Regions from separate parts of the Mus musculus genome. Here region 1 is linked to region 2. A link is a contact called in public promoter capture Hi-C data. All regions are on one chromosome and are shown on one strand. Each heading gives the region's core, a stretch centred on a gene start, on an enhancer-like site or on the middle of the called end of the contact. The rest is flanking DNA. Distances are from core to core; before and after follow the strand shown. Region 1 overlaps Ppp1r12b (protein phosphatase 1, regulatory subunit 12B). Region 2 holds the start of Klhl12 (kelch-like 12).

Region 1 (3,009 bases), core at 286-2,785, 370 kb after region 2:
GCAAGCTCTTGTTGGCATCTGCAATAGTATCTAGGTTCTGTGGTTGTTTGTGGGATGGATCCCCAGGTGGAGCAGTCTCTGGATAGTCATGCCTTTAGTCTCTGCTCAGAACTTTGTCTCTGTAACTCCTTCCATGGGTATTTTGTTCCCCCTTCTAAGAAGGATCAAAGTATCTACACTTTGGTCTTCCTTCTTCTTGAGTTTCATGTGTTTTACAAATTGTATCTTTGGTATTCTGAGTTTCTGGGCTAATATCCACTTATAAGTGAGTGCATATCATGTGTGTTCTTTTGTGATTGGGTTACCTCGCTCAGGATGATATCCTCCAGATCCATCCATTTGTCTAAGAATTTCATGAATTCATTGGTTTTAATAGCTGAGTAGTACTCCATTGTGTAAATGTACCACATTTTCTGTATCCATTCCTCTGTTGAGGGACATCTGGGTTCTTTCCAGCTTCTGGCTATTATACATAAGGCTACTATGAACATAGTAGAGCATATGTCCTTATTACAAGTTGTAGCATCTTCTGGGTATATGCCCAGGAGTAATATTGCTGAATCTTCCAGTAGAACTATGTCCAATTTTCTGAGGAATCACCAAACTGATTTCCAGACTTGCAATCTGATTACCAGCTTGCAATCCCACCAGCAATGGAGGAGTGTTCCTCTATCTAACCATCCAGTGAAAAGAAGACAGCATTTTCAACAAATGTTGGTGGCTCAACCGGCAGTTAGCATGTAGAAGAATTCAAACTGATCCATTCTTATCTCCTTGTATAAAGCTCAAGTCTAAGTGGATCAAGGAACGCCACATAAAACCAGAGACACTGAAACTTATAGAGGAGAAAGTGAGAAAGAGCCTCGAAGATATGGGCACAGGGGAAAAACTCCTGAATAGAACAGCAATGGCTTGTGCTGTAAGATCAAGAATTGACAAATGGGACTTCATAAAATTGCAAAGCTTCTGTAAGGCAAAGGACACTGTCAATGAGACAAAACAGCAACGAACAGATTGGGAAAAGATCTTTACCAATCCTAAATCAGATAGGGGGCTAATAACCAACATATATAAAGAACTCAAGAAGTTGGACTCCAGAAAACCAAATAACCCTATTAAAAATGGGGTACAGAGCTAAGCAAAGAATTTTTAACTGAGGAATACTAAATGGCTGAGAAGCACCTAAAAAAATGTTCAACATCCTTAATCATCAGGGAAATGCAAATCAAAACAACCCTGAGATTCTACCTCACAGCAGTCAGAATGGCTAAGATCAAAAACTCAGGTATCAGCAGATGCTGGCTGTGGAGGCCTTAGTTTTCTTAACTATGAGAGTAGGTTCTTGAACCAAGTTACCTCTGAATTATCTTGTAACTCATGATACAAAAAGTTACAAGGGAAATGTCTTTACTGTACTGAATAAGCTTCTTCAACAAGTCCCGTAGAACAAAAGCAATCTGTCTTTGGTTCTGCCTGCTTCTTTTTAGGGCATGACTCTGCTTGCTCACTAAAGTCTTTTCTGCTGACTACTTGTGCCCTCTAGTGATAAAGTCAATGATACAACAGGATTGGGCTGGGAAACCTACTGCCGCCCACAACAGCAGATGAGGAAAAACAAGCAAACTTCATGTCAAGGAAAAGACAGGCCAGAAATGAAGGCAGGAACAGATGGAAAGGATCCAAGCACTGTTCCTCTGGCTGCTCTGTCCAGAGCGGATACTCTAGGGTGACCCCACCACAGTAGCCACTGACACTCTGGCCTGCCCCCACCACAACAGCCGTTCAGACCTTTGTTGCAGTTTAGCTTTGCTTAGGTTTAGCTACTTATAGTCAGACTGTCTTGAAAATATTAAGTGGAAATTCCAGACTAGTCAACTCATACATTTTAAAACGTGTGTGTTAAAATCTCACACAATCCTGCTCTGTCCTGCCTTCTTAGCAATCAGCTCAACTTCAAAGGCATCAAGATTCCAGTGCCTGTGCTCCAGTCACCCTTATTTTACTAAGTGATATCCTGCAATATAAGAGTAATGATGTTCATTTTATTCAGTATACAGCTACAAATATTCCATTTTATTGCTGCTTATCTTGACCAACTTGTCGGCTAAAATCAGAGGTGCACAAGAGAAAGCACAGCACAGAACGTACAGCTCTACTTTCAATTTTAGGCAGCCCTGGGGGTTTTAGGCATTCATTCCCCATGGATGGAGAGGGACTGCTCTATAGAAAACATCACGCACACTCTGGAATACAGGCATTCATATTAACATTTTAATCCAGGGGTTTCTGACTTAGTAAGACAAGGTATCTAAAGATTTCCAGAGACTACCTGTTACCTAATGCAGCTATGAAACTGAACTGTTTAAACAAGGAGGAACTAAGCTTTCAGGTTACACAGTCTTTGGCAGTTTCTCTAGCTGGTGGATTTACCAGTGGAGTTGGTTGTGACCATTTATTTACTTATTAAGCAAGGTCTGTAGACTTCTTATTGTATTCTTTACAGACACAAGAACAATAACATGTGACTGTCTTCTTCATCATCTACTCTGTGCATGAGAAAACATCTGCACTGTTCTTGGCTATGAATTTCATGTAAATAAATCTTGGTTACAATTTCATCAGTACTTAAAAGAGGGGATGGAACCGGGCGTGGTGGCGCACACCTTTAATCCCAGCACTCGGGAGGCAGAAGCAGGTGGATTTCTGAGTTCGAGGCCAGCCTGGTCTACAAAGTGAGTTCCAGGACAGCCAGGGTTACACAGAGAAACCCTGTCTCAAAAAAACCATAAAAAAAAAAAAAAAGAGGGGATGGATTTTAGTGACATCAGCAGAGCTCAGGTCACACAGATGGCCTTCTTAGCCATACGGTGCTACTGGCAGGTGGCCAGACACTAAGGGATCTTCCTAAATATTTAAAAAGAGAGGAAAGAATCATATAGACTGAGAATCATCTTGCTCTAATCCCAAGTGGAGACATATGGTAGAGATAATAACTACTGAAGTTTCTTT
Region 2 (3,146 bases), core at 561-3,060:
TTGACATTTTACAACTGGGTCTGGCTGGTCTGTTGCTCATTAAATAGGTCCAGGTTTGCCTCAAATCGCATCCTTCTGCTTCTTGAATGCTGGAAATACAAACCTTAGTTAGTATGCCTGGCCACAAAACTGTTTTTACATATTGTATCTTTCCACTTGGATCTGGTTGTTATCCAATACATCTATGTAGCAACTTTCTCCAAGTTTTCCTTGATACTTTTCTGTCTGCCTTCCTGTCTGTGCCTCCTCGCTGTCCTATTTTCTCCTTCCTTCCCTCATCTCACCCCTGGAATGCACACAACCTCCTCTTTAGGCCATTTTTCTCTCTTATGGCTCCAAGAATATCCATACGTGTGCAAGTACACTTTAACCTTTCTTGGTTTCAAACCACACTAATTCATATTTACTTGCTTAAAAGATGTACTCATATACATAAAATAAATAAAATCTTAAAAACAAAAACAAAGAAACTCTCAACCCTCTGACCTTCACCTGTCTTGGGCCTTTCACATGCCAGCCACATTTTCAGCTTTAGTTGTTATTGTTTTCTCCCCTTGAATTTGTTCTCTCCTGCTTTAGTCTCCCAAGTGTGGGTATGCACGTGTAATGTCTAGCTCTCACAGAAATTCTTAAAGAATTTGTGTGTTTTTCTGCTCATCAGGAAAGCATTTGCCTAGATGAAAGAAAAAGGGCAAAGATGTTACTAGGGGAAATGCATATATAAAAGCAGAAGTAGCCAGAGAAGACCAGGAGAACCAGTAGATATGTTTTGTAATTTTAAGATTTTATGTGCATAAATGGTTTGCCTACATGTATACATGAGCACCATGTATGTGCCTGGTGCCCAAGATCGTTAGCTTCTGTTCTAGCTACCTTAAGTTCATCTGCTGTAGTAGTTCTGGGTCCAGATTTGGTGGGGAAGCATTCCTGCCCTGAAGTCTGATGACTACACTACAAAACCTAGACAAAATAGATCTACATTGATCATTTTAACAACTATTTCCAGAGTGCCCTCAACATTTTCTATCAATTCTGCACTCTGTCCACCATATTTAAATGTCAGGAACAGTTTGGGATCAAGAAGCTATGACACGAAGAAAACACTATGTAAAACGAAGACGCTGCCCTCTTGACTACACTTTACTATCCCTAAGAACCAAACGCCGTGCAAAGGAAAACTGGATAATCCAATTAGTCATTCATCTATACTGGAACAAGAAACATCTTTCCCTTCTCAGCCAAAGGCAAAAAGTCAAAATCAACGAAAAGCAAACGTCCTAAGAACCGCAGCACTAATGAACGACCATGGTGAGTCAGAGGAGAGGAGATGGCTGTGGCGTCTTCTTTGAGAAGGGTCTTTGCAGTTTCCCCTACTGCGACCCATTTCTGGTGGCTCAGTCAATCCACAAGTTCCTTTTCCTTGGAGTGAAGGAAGCAATCGCCTCATGGTGACAGGCACATTTAGGACCCTGTGGTTATCCGGGATGGGAAAGTCCTCCCTATGGTGAAGCGGAGCCTGATTCTTCAGAAACCGACCTAGAGAACTCTGAAACCCCGTGGGTCTCCCGAGTGTGGCAGGAACGCAGCCTAGCGCCTGCCATACCGCGTGGGGACCGCCAGTCTTGGGTCCTTCTGGCCTCCAGCGCACTGTCACACGCGGCACTCCCCACCCACCCGTCTACCCACTCTCAGGTCTCTTTTTCTGAGCTCTCAGGTAAGCAGGACTTCTTGGCTCGGCCTCCTAAGGTGACGTAACCCAGGAGAGGCCCGCCCCTCCCGTGGCGTGACGTCATCATGCCGCGCGGTCGCCGTACTCCGAGACTGGAGTTTACCACGGAGACTGCTCCGCAGCGGCTGGTCCGGGCGGCAGCGGCGGCGCTCCGGCTGCTCAGCCGCCTGGGAGCCCGGCGCCTAGCACCTCGGCTCGGACGGCCCAGGAGCCCTGGTGAGTGAGCGCGGCCCTGACACACGGCCTTTCCCTCTGCCCTCAGCCGGGGGCGCGGCCTTCCCCCAACCCGGGTACCCCCCCCAGCCCGGGTCGGTAGGAGATGAGCTGGGGCGCTGCAGGCATAGCGCTGCCTTCTCGGCTTCTCCGGAGCAGCTGCCGCCTGCCCCGGGAGAAGGTTTAACCTGGGAGGAAAGAATTCAGCTGAGAAACAGTAAGGGGACGTTTATTTAGTAAAGCTACACACTCCAAAGATTGGAGTGGGCTTCCTCCGAAGGTAGGCAGTAGCGCATTGGGGTTTTAAAGAAGTTTCTTAAGAATATTAGTGAGGTGTAAGGTATATTCATGCATGAAGGTAAGATAATTCCCTTTCCCTCCCAAATTATAGTGGTCTTCACCTCCTCTTGTAAGGCATTTATCCCCAGCAATCTTGAAAAAAAAAAAAAAAAGCAAGGTATGGGGTGGGAGATTTGGAAACTCCAACACATTGTAATGAAGCCAGTGCCTTTTGAGAATGCAGACCCTTTAACGCGGTTTTGGCAATTTGTTAAGTATCGTTTGCCTTGGTGGAACATCCCAAATACAGTTTTACAGATTTTGACCATGGGAACCTTAGTGTAGTCCCTGCTTAACCGGGAGACACAGCTACCAAGATACTGTTGCAGCTTCCATGATTACCGCATATCTAACTCCTTGCCTACCTAGGTCTCCCTAATACTTGATGGTAAGCTTGGTGTTCTTAGGGGAGAACTCCTTTCTCTCTCTCTCTCTCTCTCTCTCTCTCTCTCTCTCTCTCTCTCTCTCTCTCTCTCTCTCATTGCCTTTTTTCTTCCTTCTAGAATGATTTAGAATGGAACCCCTCTATTTACATATTAGCTGTTCTAGAATGTGTAGTTTTTGAATGGTGAATATATGGTCAGGCTTTGTGCTAGGAGGAAAGTTGCAGCCCTGAGGTTACTGTCATTTATGAAACAAATCTTAAAGTTTAATCACAGGCTGGGCCTTGTGCTAGAACACTAGGAAATCTTCATAATCTTCAGCTCCTGAGAATTCAGCAAATCCCCAGTTTCTTGCATCTCATAGTTTGAAACTATGTTAGCTTAAGCAAACCTTTTAAAAACAAAAAGCATTTACTTTAGCAAGTTGTCTCAGTTTTTGGTTAAATACATGTTGCAGAGTTTGGGGGGGGGGGGGAGTGTCC

What was found. Promoter capture Hi-C pulls out the DNA fragments that hold promoters and counts their contacts.
Region 1: a contact with region 2 is called in a promoter capture Hi-C map of frontonasal cranial neural crest, with 4 times the contacts expected there. The contact joins the enhancer-like site here to the promoter of Klhl12 in region 2. A contact is called at or near these places in 4 of 39 promoter capture datasets (the 3T3-L1 cell line, cranial neural crest, embryonic stem cells and 1 more), 1 of 484 Hi-C or Micro-C datasets (the G1E-ER4 cell line) and 3 of 9 other capture datasets (adipose tissue, embryonic stem cells and liver).

Annotation. Positions count from the first base shown.
Region 1 is chr1:134,828,211-134,831,219 of GRCm38.p6, forward strand. All of the region lies in intron 18 of Ppp1r12b (protein phosphatase 1, regulatory subunit 12B), which reads right to left. Among named protein-coding and RNA genes, the nearest start is that of Gm32670, 55 kb to the left of the region's middle. Within about 2 kb of position 1,536, at least 11 of the 459 cell types and tissues checked have an H3K27ac peak or open chromatin away from gene starts, as enhancers often do.
Region 2 is chr1:134,453,721-134,456,866 of GRCm38.p6, forward strand. It overlaps Klhl12 (kelch-like 12), which reads left to right and starts at 1,811. Exons shown (of 12, transcript NM_001311136.1): 1 at 1,811-1,945.